2 separate regions of the Mus musculus genome follow, and region 1 is linked to region 2. Evidence: chromatin contacts called from public Hi-C data. All regions are on one chromosome and are shown on one strand. Each heading gives the region's core, a stretch centred on a gene start, on an enhancer-like site or on the middle of the called end of the contact. The rest is flanking DNA. Distances are from core to core; before and after follow the strand shown. Region 1 overlaps Adamts16 (a disintegrin-like and metallopeptidase (reprolysin type) with thrombospondin type 1 motif, 16). Region 2 overlaps Gm36474 (a long non-coding RNA gene).

What was found. Hi-C and Micro-C count contacts between places; a contact is called where the count stands out from the background.
Region 1: a Hi-C map of the C2C12 cell line shows a contact between it and region 2, with 2.7 times the contacts expected there. The contact joins two enhancer-like sites. A contact is called at or near these places in 1 of 15 datasets of contacts at CTCF or cohesin (the NIH/3T3 cell line) and 3 of 484 Hi-C or Micro-C datasets (the C2C12 cell line, embryonic stem cells and muscle stem cells).

Annotation. Positions count from the first base shown.
Region 1 is chr13:70,792,611-70,799,372 of GRCm38.p6, forward strand. Adamts16 (a disintegrin-like and metallopeptidase (reprolysin type) with thrombospondin type 1 motif, 16) reads right to left here. Exons shown (of 23, transcript NM_172053.3): 5 at 5,228-5,427; 6 at 2,840-2,923; 7 at 456-615. Among named protein-coding and RNA genes, the nearest start is that of Gm36529, 44 kb to the right of the region's middle. Within about 2 kb of position 1,896, at least 44 of the 459 cell types and tissues checked have an H3K27ac peak or open chromatin away from gene starts, as enhancers often do. A contact at or near this core is called in the C2C12 cell line, where this site is marked.
Region 2 is chr13:70,676,904-70,683,930 of GRCm38.p6, forward strand. Gm36474 (a long non-coding RNA gene) reads left to right here. Exons shown (of 3, transcript XR_382636.2): 3 at 2,978-3,040. Among named protein-coding and RNA genes, the nearest start is that of Gm36474, 7.3 kb to the left of the region's middle. Within about 2 kb of position 4,713, at least 46 of the 459 cell types and tissues checked have an H3K27ac peak or open chromatin away from gene starts, as enhancers often do. A contact at or near this core is called in the C2C12 cell line, where this site is marked.

The DNA.
Region 1 (6,762 bases), core at 646-3,145, 110 kb after region 2:
AATCAACCCCTCTGAAGTTGGGAGACAAATAGAGTAAAAAGAAAAAAAAATCTCTGTGGAGTCCTAAATAGTAGCACATTCTTTGGCCATTTAAAAAATTGCCAAAGCACCTCACTCTGTGAACATTTAAAACATAGCCGGACTGCTGATGGTCAGGTCTTTATAGAGAAATGTGGAAATGGAGAGTAGAGTATTACTGTGGTGTCACCATCAATATTAATGAATCCATTACTCTTGTTACATTATGAGACAGCTTGAATCTCCCTGTCCCATTTGCCGTGGCAGGAGACATGGGAAAGGGCAATTATTATATGAGAAGAGGCAGGAACTGGGGTCCTTGTTCTTGCTATACACCAGTTGACACATCACATACAAGAAAGCTACTGGTGGTGATGATGGTAACTACACGATGACCCTTCCCCCACATCCCTGCAAATCACACTGGAGAATCTTACCCAATGTGTCACAGGGCTCATTCTTCCAGGAACATATGTCCAGACCAGTCAGTAAGATGGCGTGGTCATGACGAGTTCCATCTTTCCCCATCAATCCGGATTGCCACTGGCAGAAGCTGGTTAACGTGTGGTCTGCATGGTGACTAATCGCCAGCCCTGGCTAGGCAAGAGAGGCCAAGACACCCACAGAAATGTAGAGAAAGCATGCTACCGCCATTCTCAACACAGCAGGCTATTCTTAGTGGAGATTTAAAATGCAAAAATGAACCCAGAAGGCACATGATAAGAGGTACATATGATGCTTTAACATCCCAAAGGCTGCATTAAACAAGTCACTTATGTGCCTTTTTGTGCACAAGCCATTGTAATGTATCTGATGGATTCTTGGATTCAATGACCAAGAAAGATAGCATCTTAGTAGGAATCTTTCATTTAAAAAAATCTTTGAATAACACTTTATAAAATTGTAGCTGAAATAGCATCTTTTGTGTGTAGCTCATACAATACACACACACACACACACACACACACACACACACAGAGAGAGAGAGAGAGAGAGAGAGAGAGAATACTTCCCCAGCAATAAATTCACAACCGTAGCCAAGAACATTTTCACCCTGATGTAACAATGTTAAGCCAGTAACTTTTCTACAGAGACAACTTGTTTCCACCAAAAGGTCAACTTCTAGATAAACTTTAATCATGAAACAGTATAGAATCCCATTAGCCTTATCCATACATGTCAAGTGCAGCAGTGGACTATGGGCACGAAGTCTAGAACTACAGGGGACGGAGGAGGGAGGGCCAGGAACACTGTGAGAGCTGTTGCATTGAATTATTGACCCACTTGTAGGTTTGCTACAGTGTCCTAACGGTAATCAGAGAATACCAGTTTACATGCCCCTGTTTCAGAATTCTATCTTGTTCAATGCTTTAACCCCAACTGAAGAAAGTTCTCTCATAGTCACTCAAGACATTTTCTCCTTAAATGTTTATTTTGTTTTCCCAGAGTCCCATGCACTTCAGCGACCTGCTGTGCATAAGCACACAAGCACGCCTGCATTCCTTGGCTGGTGACTTCCAGGAAACTGTTGTTAATTAAAGTTAACACAGGTGTACGATCAAACGATAACCTTGCTTATTCTTTGCATCTTGGATGAATTCCAAAGCAAGAATGTTTTAATGCAGGGAATAATTAACCTGTCACCCGAGAAGCCTGGTTAGTTCAGCAACCTCCCTGCCCAGCTGCACACTCACAGAGCAGACAATAGGGCTAGACAGGCCAGACAGCCCTCCCTGCTGCATCCCACCTTCATGGAGAAGGGGCATCCCACAGATGGTATGAATCATCTCTGATTCCATCTAAAACATTCCTGGCTTTATAAACAAGAACGCCGTGGCTACCAGGAGACACTGAAGACGTCACCAAGGGTAGGAGTGGATGCTGGGTGTCTAGCTCAGGCCCTGAGCCCACATGCCTTTGCTGAGTCAGTAACCAGCCTAGGAGAAATAGAAGTAGGGCCCATTTTTAATGAAGACTTCCCTTTTGCCGATGCTGTGAGGAGCTCCTTGGGGTGCTTAGCATGCATTTGTGTGGGGTGACAGGAGGCCACCCTGTGAGGAAAGGGTCTTTTTCACCCATTGCCACCAAGACAGCATTAACTGAGATGAGTGTCCAGTGAGGAAAATGTGTTATGTCTTCCAGGATCTCCAAGAAAAAACAAAAGCCTACATCTGAACATTGTGGGGATTTTTGGAAGCAGGAGGTATCAGGGTAAAACAACACAGCACAGCACAGTATGGTGCAGTTTACTGTCCATGCTAGAAACATGGGTGGTCTTCTGCAAAGCACAGATAGAAAGCTCATGGTGGCTGAAGACACATTGGCCCTTCATACCGTCAGTGTGTTTTCTTCCCACAGTCTCATGACAAGTGCATTCTCTGTTCTGTTTCCTTGTGAGCTCACTTACACAGCATAGTTCTCTCTCTCTCTCTCTCTCTCTCTCTCTCTCTCTCTCTCACACACACACACACACACACACACATACACCACACACAGCTCCCTACCATACTTACAGTACACATCCGACATACACATGCAGGCACACACAGAGATAAACAAACACCATATAGACACATGTAATGCATTCATACATACACACACACACACACTACACACTACATGAACACACACACCACACCTACCATACCACCATGAGAAATGAAAAGAAATGAGTCATTTTAAACACAAAATATGAAATCTTTCTCTTCCCAAGTAAGAGAGAAAGGAAGAGTACACGGAACGATTGCATTAAAACCAGAAGCAGCTTTTCACAGTCATTTTCCTCCAGGGGAAAGAGCCGCTGCCTTGGGAGCTGGAATACCTGTTCATCTTCCAGCAGAATGAGTCCCACAATGACAATGTTGATGTTTCCCCCAATTGTTCCATCCTTGAATAAGGCAGACACCTGAAACAGAAAACAAACAAACAAACAAACAAAAAACCTGCATTAGCTGTGAGCGAATCCTCAGCTAGTCATGGCCCGGCTTCTTGCCTGGCAGGGCAAACCCTAGTTCTTCAGTGCCCGAGCTAGGTGAGTATCATCCTCTTACATTTCTCAGATGGTAAAGATATGTGAAACCCTAAATGTGGAAACTTGGATTTCTAAAGCTAAAGTTTGAGTAGGAGGTGGCAGAGGAGGATGAGGAGGTCCACCTATTAGCTATCAGGAAGGAGAAATAGGTTTTTAAAATCCTCCTCCTCCTCTTCCTCATCCTCCTCTTCTTCCTCTTCCTCCTCACCACCACTGCCACCATCATCATCATTATCACCACCACCATCATCATTATCACCACCACCATCATCACTATCATCATTATCACCACCACCATCATCACTATCATCATTATCACCATCATCATCATCATCATCATCATCATCATCATCATCATCACCATCATCATACTAGCCTTGCTGTGTAGGCTAGTGAGCCTTTAACTCACACTCCATTATCTTCAGCTTCCTCTGAGCACTGGCCTGTGCCACTGTGTGTTACTAGAAGGATTATTTCCATCCCAGTGGGAAAAGCATATGCCAAGTGCACACAGGACTTCTAGAACCATAGGGGAGACACTCGGGGCAAAACCAGGAGGACAGAAAGGAGGAGTGGGGGTGGAACAAAAGAATGAGTGGACAGCATGAACACTGGGGACCAGGGCACCCAGACGCAGAAACAAAGGATTAGGAGCAGAGTCAGTGTGGCAGCCATGGAGGGCTGAGAGAACCCTTTGCTGCCAAGGTAAGGAAATATTGGAATGCCTCTACAGAATACAGGCAAATGGCAGCTACCACTGATCAGAGATGCAGGGACCCGAGACTCCACAGAGTACAGCTTCAGAGCCAGGTGCTCTGGGAGTTCTCTGGGAGGAGAGACACCCGATGAATTTCCTTGATGGGAGAGAGAGAATTTGGATTTACTGTGGGGAGTGAGACATATTTGGGGTATTTTGGGGGGAATCACAGATTCATCTGGGGTACTCTGTTTACAGATGTCAAAATATACATTTTAAACACTGTCATTAACTCTTTTCCTGACATGTGTGCACCTCAGTTTTTCTCTGTGATGAGGATTTATCCCACAGGTGGCAGGTGCAGAGCACCACTCCTGGGTCCTCAGTAACTCCCACAGGTGTTCTTTATACAAAGACAGCTTCATCTGGGAAGCTATTCCAAAATAAGAGTTCTTCATTTTCTGCAGATAACTTAGATTCAATACCTGAAGATTAACATTCCTAAAACAATGGGCATTATCTGCACCCAACAATGCATTATCTGCATTTCACTTTGCATTATCTACACCTCACAGTACATTATCTGTTCCTCACCTAGTGTTATCTGTACCTCACTTTGCATTATCTGTAATTCACATTGTGTTATCTGCATCTCACATTGCATCATCTGCTTCTCACCTAGTGTTATTTGCACTTCACATTACATTATCTGCTCCTCACATTGCATTATCTGCTCCTCACATTGCATTATCTGCTCCTCACATTGCATTATCTGCACCTCACATTGTGTTATCTGCACCTCACATTGTATGTTAATCTGATAAAGTTTTGTTGCATCAAAGTGTATCAATATCCCAATGAGATTTCTAGTGTGTGAAGATATCAGTGAGCCCTAAATGTCTCAGAAACAAATTAAGTTGCAATGATGATCTAATTAGTTTCTCCCTATTTCATTCTCCAACATTCTAAAAATTCACCTTTTGATTGGAAATTAGTAAAATGAGTTTCTTATACTAAGACTCAGCTACACAAATGAGGAAAGAAACACACATTGTCATATGCACAGAGAGACATACATACAAATACACACATGAACAAGCATACAAATTAACATATACATATAATGTACACAAGGACACATGGTCACGTAAACACACACACCATACACAGACAGACACACATGCACAGATATATACAAGCAGATGCACACTTGCATGCACACACACAAGCACACACACAGGCAGACACATAGTGGGACACACAGTGGCACATGCACATATACACACCGGTGCACACACATAGAGAGACACACACAGACACAAACACACGTGCTTACATGCACACACACAGGTACACACACACAGGTACACACACACAGAGGCACACACATACATAAATTCATGTGCTTAAACACACACACACACACACACACACTCAGGTGCACACACACACACACACACACACACAAACATCAGCCCTACCATGTTGAGAATGGTGAGGACATAAGTCGTAATGTTTTCATGGCCATGGCTTTGCATCATCTTTCTGTCAACCACCACCAGTGTCTCCACATTTAACTCTTCATTTCTGTGGGATTTCAAGAGCGAGCGCTTGTGTCGGGAACTAGGCTTGTACTCATCAGGCAAGATGTAGAGGTCATCGTTGGGAGGCTGAGGCATGTCTATGGAGGAACATGTAGAGAGCAAGCTAATGCAAACACACAAAACCAGAGGCATAGCTGATTCTACAGAAGTGTCTGAGAAAGGAATGCTCATGTTGAGTAAGGTGATCCTGAATTTAATGACAGCTTGGGCTACATAAAGACAGCGAAGCATGGCAATAGGGTTCCCATGTTAGAAGAAGAGAGACCTGCCCAGCTTTTGGGATACAAGACATGTTTTAGTCACCTTCTCTATTTATATGATGCTCGTACAATCTGGATGTCTTGGAAACAGACCATTTCCAGAACTAACTTCGCATTCTTTTGTCCTGATTTAAAATGAGAAATGAACCCTAGCATCTAAAATGAGCATCCTAGGAGCAAGGGCATGGGGACTTGCAGAGCAGGACTCCTCCACACCTTGACAGAGTAGCAAACACCACAGGGCCAACAGCACAGCCATTGGCACCGGCTAACGTTTCTGTCATAGCTGATACTGGTGTCTGGATGGAGCTAGCTTTCCAGTACTCTTCCCAGTCAATCATACACCATTGGTGGCAGCTGCACTCAGTGGGTGCTACACATTCTAACACACTCCCCTGAATACTTAGCAGATCTAATTATAGAGCAATCTGTTCTCTGCCCTCGTGGAAAGTTAACACTCTATTGAAAACAATTAACTCTAGAAGGGTGGCTAGGAAAACACAGGATCGTTTCATGGGAAGGCATACTTCAATCGCCACCTGGTGACATGAAACTCCAACTGGACCAGCTGTGAACATACATCTCCCTACTTGATTGGTGCTCACAGCCAAAGCACTTTAATCTTTTGGTTTGTTGGTCAGTTGGAATTAAAAACTGAATCCAGAAGTGATCCAATATCCAAAACTATCTTAGTTTAGACGTGAAGCACAAGTAGAAATCCCATCTTATAGCCTTGTGACAAGTCAACCTGAAACCTACACACCTTGAGAACATTCTCGAGGATCACCCTTAGGATACATGAACAGGCACGTGGGCAATAATGAATCCCCTGTTCAGGTTCGGAATCTAACCCCAGGGTAGTTCATTATGGGTACACACAAGTATTCCACAACTCAAGATAGGATGACATAGGTAAAGGTTCCCATCTCAAGTGTTTATTACATCTGAGGAGAACATAACCTGTTACTCAAACCTAAGCAAGTCCTCACCAAGGCTGACTGAAGCTGTATTAAACATTGTAACTTGCAGATGCATGCACGCCCTTGCCCTTAGGAGCTGTCCTGGGTCACTCATTAGGCCTCTATATGAGCTACTGTATGAGATGCTGTGGGACCTGAGGCAGGGCAGTAAATGAAGACAACTGCTGGCTCT
Region 2 (7,027 bases), core at 3,463-5,962:
AAGAGTCTTGCGAATTTCTCTCATTTGCCCGAGAGAACATATTGCTGATGACAGAAGTCCGTAGGCTTCCAGGATGATTTGGGATCGGCTCCCACCTCCTGGATAGCATGCACATTTTTCCTGGTCCTCTGGGTTTTCTCCACATACTGTTCTGGGTTTGGCAATTTTACCAGGGAAACAATTCTTTACCTTTCCTCAGAAACCTAAAAGTGACAGAAGAGACGATTGGTTCTTACTTCATTTCAAGGTTGGCCAACCGTGGAATCTCAGTGAGCTGCAAGTCTCTGCTATGCCACCCACAGTGTCAGAAGAAACCCCTTAGCTCTGTGCTCCTACCTCAGAAGTCAGCTCCTACACAGAAGCTCAGTCTAATCCGTCTTCATAGAAGTAGCCTTGTGTGCAATAGTAGAGCCTCATTCATAGGCTCCAGTTACCTGTGTTTAGTGTAGTTCAAAAATAGAAAGTGGGGAATTCTAGAAACAGGCAATTCCTCAGTTTTAAGTTACTCTTGAAAACATGGTAAAATCCAGGATCTTCTCCATGTGCCCCACTAAGGACATGGATTACCCACAGGCAGCATGTCTGAGTGCTATAGCTTACCTTCCCGCTAGTCATATCCACTGTCTGGTATCTCAGCACTTCTGTTGAATTGACCCTTATTTATTTAATAGGAGACCCAGAACACGAGAGTAGTGAGACTAGCCATTTGGATGACAAAGAAACGCCGGAACGTGTGTGTGTGTGTGTGTGTGTGTGTGTGTGTGTGTGTGTGTGTGTGAAAAGACAGACGTCTTCAACTTAATAAGGTAAGAAAACATACTATCTTTCACTTGGGACGCTGCAAAAACAAACAAGAAATTCAGGCTCAGCCTACCTACCTCTGTGACAAATGTTCTGGCCAAGGTGGAGATGAGTGCTTGCGACACTGGAAAAGTTATATCATGTTAGTTCATGTATTCATATGGATGACGGAAATATGGCATCTGTGGTTGCTCATGTCCCTTGGGGTTTGGAACGTAGTCCCCAGAACAGGATGTGGGTTTGTGCACAGCTGTGTCCAGTTCTGCATCTACAGGGGTCAGTGATGAATCTGAGGAGTATATCAGGTGCTCAAGGGCCTTCCACTGAGGACAATTCTGTCCTCCTATACCCCCCTCCCCCAAGTCTGCCTGGATCTTCCTCTGGTATGCGTAGCTCTATAGGATGGTGCTAAGTCCCTTTCAGAGGAGGCAGCATCCTCTAAGCCATGCATTAGAGAAAAGGGATGACTGCTGAGTCCTGCTACAGTTCAAGATGTCCTTGCTTCCATTCCAGAAGGCAGAAGCTCCCCACCCGCAATCAGGGAGCATCGGAATGCAGGGCAACAGGGAGTAGGACTGAGTAGACTAAGCAAAGAGCTTCCAGAATCTTCTTTTTGGAAATATTTTTGATGAAATGTGACAGTTAGGCATCTCTGTCATGCCCTCATTCTGGAGTGTGGGCCGTACCCCTTTCATTTCCTGGAAGCACCAACCTAACACCTGGACTCAAGCCTCCTATCTCCTTGGCCTGGATTGGAAACAATTTCAACTTAGAAGAAAGTGGGAAAGTCCAGGACATCTGACAACCTTTTACTCAAAATATACCATGGTTCCTTATCTCATTTGCTTTTTCAGGAGTGGGAAGAAAGCAATAGCATTAGCTGCTGTGTGTGGGGTTCCTTATACACACACACATACACATACACACACACACACACATACATGTGCACACTCAGACTCATGTATACATACACAAGTATACACACGTTTTCATACATAGATACATGTATACACTCACATATATGTGTTCATGCACAGACACACACATATACCTATACACATACATATACACATACACAGACAGACAGACAGATAGTCACACACACAGATAAATAGTTCCCTTCCATCCTCTTGGATGCTATGCTCCAGAACTCCCATGGAAGACCAAAACATGTCCCATGTTGCCTGTCCTTCCTATTCATACACACCAAAATGCAATTCAATGGGAACGCACTATTCTTTGATATCAGTCAAGTGTGAAAGTCATTATATGTAGACTGTCTAAGATCATCGCTTTCAATGACAGATGGGATACAGAGCCCCACAGTCACTGTGGCTTTTGGACATTTTGCTTCACTTCTGTCTCTCTCCATGTACATGGTGATGCGTGTATATATACAGTATCATGGGCCTGCACATGGAAGTCAGTAGACAGCCTCTGGTGTTGGTCTTCTGCTTTGAGACAAAATCTCTTATTTGCCACTCCCTATGCTAGGCTGTCAGACACATGGGGTCCTCCTGTGTCTTCTTCCTATACTTCTGTAGAAATACTGGGATTACAGACTTATGCTGCAACTTCTTGCTCTCACCTTGGGACCTCACACTTGTGAGGCAGATACTTCACTCAATGGTTATCTCCTCAGACATCTTTATAGATCGTCCTTAGCAATGCTGTGGAGGAAAATGAAAATAGAGGGAAAACTGAGTCTGACTGAAGAACATGCAAACAGCTGCTACTTTGGGGATTGATTCCTTTGTATAAAAATGAGCTAATTTTATATCATGTTCAGGGAAGGCATTTTAGATTTAATAAACTAGTGAGCTTTAGACATTTGAAAACAATTACACATTGTCCAGTTAGGTAGGGTTCATGTTTAAAATGACTGACACCCACTCATTGAATTATTTCTAGCTTGAGTGTTTAGTTTAGCTTTACTGTGGAGAAATGAGAAAATATGAGTATTCATAGTTTATTGTCTAAAAGTCTTCGCCACACCTTTAATCTGGAGATGTCGTTTAAATTTTTTGTTTCAAAGGAGCTAACAAAACAAACAACCCCCTCCCCCCAATCCAAAATATTTTTCAATACTTCTGACTGAATTTTTCCATTGTTAAAAAGTAAACGAAATGGCTAATTAGGGCAAACTGAAGAGCAGATCAAACTCCTTTGCTTTCAGATACTATCTCTGCTCCGTGATCCTGTGCAGGTGAAAAACGCCTGACAGGACGGAAGAAGGAAAGGACGGATACCCAACAATTCCACAAATGAGTGAAATTCGAACAGCATGCTGGGAGTTGTGAAGCAGCGGCCTAGGAGGCACCCACAAGAACCTGCACAAGTCCCAAAGAGCATGCGCAGTGTGAGGAGGGACGCTGGCCCAGAGGACACCACCAGGAAAAATTTGGTCACGAAGAGGATGTGCATTTCTCTAATTCTTTCCTGAAAATTACCAAATATTTTAAGACAGATTTTTTTAGTGAATGTTTCTTTTTATTACCCAGTTTTCTGAAACTGGAACATTAGTCACTTCCTCGGGATGAAATTGGTCTACCCCCTTTTCTCCTGCATGTTGTTTGCCCCCCGCACCGTTGTCTTTCTGCAAGGGTTAGCTCCCATGTCTTCTCTGTATTTCTCTGCTTGTTCTGTGCCCCTCTAGGATGGTGACGCACAACTCTTTCTCTTCTCATGAAACAAAAACCCTCAGCTCAGCCCCAGAATCCACAAACACTCAAAATCTTCCCACTCCACACAAGCTCCTTCTCACACCTCAGGCTACCGCTCCCCTACTGCAGCTGTGCAGGCCAGCTCATAGCCAGGGAGGTTAGATCACTGTGACTTGTCTATACAGCTGGGTTTCTGGCAGGGTCCAGGAACCACTAATCCCTCCTTCATGGTAGAACCAAGAGTTTAGACTCAAATCCACTTTGCAGGCATACTCACATCTCTGAAAACATGATAGATTCGTCATAAAGTCCAAACAAGGGTCACCAAGCCTCAGCTGTGAGAGCATCCTCCTCCCACTGCCTGTCTGTGGCACTGGTCCTGGTGGAAGACCTGGACTCCTTCAGTTCCTTCTCAGGGGTCCTGCAGTGACTGTTCTCAAGACCTCGTGTGAAGGGATCATATGTGGAGGAGTTTCCCTGTGGTGTGAAGCAGATATTGGGGTGATGAAGACCATGGCCGACACTCTGGGGTGAAGGTCACGTGGTTGGTCATTTCTTATTGTGGCACTAGCCACAGCTGATTTAGAATCTGATGGGTGAAGCCCACGGATTGGGTCCAAACCAGAAAAATGTCAAAAGGATGCCAGAGGGGAGTTGGAAATTAGGTAATAGGGAGGGAAAAGAGTCCATGACTGGGCTCTTAAGTCTATCTGTGGTCACCACTCATGGCTTGGCTGAGTTCTCATGAGGACAAAGCCAAAGCTGTCAGGATAACAAGTCTGGTCAAACACAGACTCATCGTCATGGTGAGCTTGATCATGAAGTGACTTTGCATCCAGTCCGGGACCCAAGAGGCTGTGCCTGTTATCTGTCGTCATGGGCACTAAAAGCCTGTCTCTCCACGACCTTCCTCTTGATAGGCAGAGAGAGAGAGAGAGAGGGAGAGAGAGAGAGAGGGAGGGAGAGAGAGAGAGAGAGAGAGAGAGAGAGAGAGGTGCTGTTCGTTGGCACCAGTCTCTTGCTGCTGTCACTGGGACCTTGTATCAGAGAAATAACATGGGGTTGTGGTCACTGGAAAGGTCTCACTGAAGCAAACAAAGTCAGTTGCCATCTGCAATCCATGGACATCAAGTCTGCAAACTTTCAGCTCCTGGTACTCACAGTTCCTCAGGGCTCCCTAGCCCAGCTCTTCTTTCTCTGCCTTCCACTGATCAAACAGAAACTGTCCAGTTCTTCCATGAGCCTGTACCACGTGATTCTTGATTTACCTTGGGGTGGAAGGCAGGTCCTAGTAGGTACTTTCTCTTCCAGGCAGGGTGACCTGGATTCTGTCAAATGCTCCCTCAAGTCTGAATTTCTGTTCCTTACCACTCAAGAAATCCCAGCCCACCAGTGGGTTTTGATTCCAAAACTTCTCGTTCTCAAGGACGGCAGATCCTAGGAATGAACCAGATGAACTTGCCCAAGAGAGAACAAAGCTGCACAGCAGCAGAAGTGGCAACAAGTATTTAAGACCAGATATTTCAACCGAAGCCTAATTTCTGCTTGCCGAGTCCTGGGGCTGAGCAGCAGGTGAGGGCCTGGGGATAGAAAGTTTCTGAAATCAGTGTGAGTCAGGACACCTGTCTAAACCAGTCTAACCGGATTCTGCCCAAAGCAGACTATGAGTATCTGGCCCCAGAGATGGTGGGAGAGCAGGAAGCAGCTTGGATATTAAGGATGACTGGCTACATTGTGTGGAATGGCAAGTTATTGCTAAACTGACTGGGCGGAGTGTTTGATAAACTGCAAAGTGCAGAGACAAGCACCATAGTCTAAGCTCAAGGCCAGTGGGAAGGATCCAAAGAAAACCAACGATTGTTTTGTTCTCAGAAAATAAGGAAATGCTACAACACTGTGATGGCATGTCTCAGGGACAGAGAACCTGGTAAAAATCTCCCGCTCCCCCTCCCTTTCTCATCAATCCCGGTTCATCCCAACTCCAAAATAATTAAGGATCTTAGTGGAGGATGGAAGCAAAGCCCGAGAGCACGTGTCAGTAATAATTAGATTCTAAAACAAAGATGGGAGAGGCAGCCTTTGCTATATAGCACAGGGCTAGGTTGAGCTAGCCACATGCAGGATTATGGGATGGAAAAGCCCCTTTCTGAGGTGGGAGAATCTGGAGAGCTCAATTTACTCGGGCCAAATGTACTTTGATGGGCTTCAGGACAACAACCTCTCTAAGGTCCCTCCTGGGTGGATTTCTTACTTAAAGAAACATTGTAGCTACAGAGAAAAGAAACCCGGCAACATTACAGACTGGTGATGAAAACCTAGTCCCGGGCTTTGAGGTAGAGGCCATGTCTAGCTCCTGTTAGACAGAATTACACATTTTAAGGCACAAAAATTTCATTGGTATTTAAAATAGCTTTTTAACATGATTTTATTTTTTTAAATTATATGCACATGTGTGTGTTTGTGTACACATGGGTTCAGGTACCTCCAGAGGTCAGAAGAGGGTGACATCGGGCTGCCTGACATGGTTGCTGGGAATGGGACAATATGAACCTGTCACCTTGGAGCTGTTTCCTTAGGCCTCTAAAATATCTGTTGTGTCTAATATTCTAGGATGGTCCTCACAGAAGTGCTAGCCTCAAGTGCATCACAAAGAAGTTTTTCTCCTCTAGTGTTACAATAGCTAAAAACAAGGAAGTGCCAAGGGCTGACAATTACCCATGGTCTTAGACAAGAGGATGATGCCACAGAAGAACCCATTGGATCCACTGAAATTCAAGCAGTGGGTGAGATAAAAGATAAACATCAGTAAATGGAGGATGTTGGGATGGTTAAAGCTCAATCGAGAGGACTGGCTGATCCTTAGGAGGGCTCAGGTTTGACTCCATATACCGGAGCCTCACAACCATCTGTAACTCCAGTTCCAGGGTATCTGATTCAGGGTTTCTGCACAAACATCAGAACCAAGAAGCAAGTTGGGGAGGAAAGGGTTTATTCAGCTTACACTTCCACACTGCTGTTCATCACCAAAGGAAGTCAGGACTGGAACTCAAGCATGTCAGGAAGTAGGAGCTGATGCAGAGGCCATGGAGGGATGTTTCTTATTGGCTTGCCTCCACTGGTTTGCTCAGCTTGCTTTCTTATAGAACCCAAGACTATCAGCCCAGGGATGGCATCACCCACAGTGGGCCCTCCCCTGTTGGTCACTAGTTGAGAAAATGCCCCACAGCTGGATCTCATGGAGGCATTTCCCCAACTGAAGCTCCTTTCTCTGTGATAGCTCCAGTTGACACAGGAAACGAGCCAGTACACAGGGAATCTCAACTGTCTCTTCTGGCCTCCTCAGTCAATGTTTAAGCACAGGATACACAGATACAGATGTAGGCAGAACATCATACACATGATTTTAAAAAATCAGTAAATGTTAAATGTGTTAATGTTGGTAAATGTACTGTTTTGTTTTAATCAAAGTCCATTTCTAACACTAAAGTGGCATGATTTACCATGCTCTCAGACAGTCTAAAAACAGTACATGTGGTGTGTGTGTGTGTGTCTGTGTGTATGTG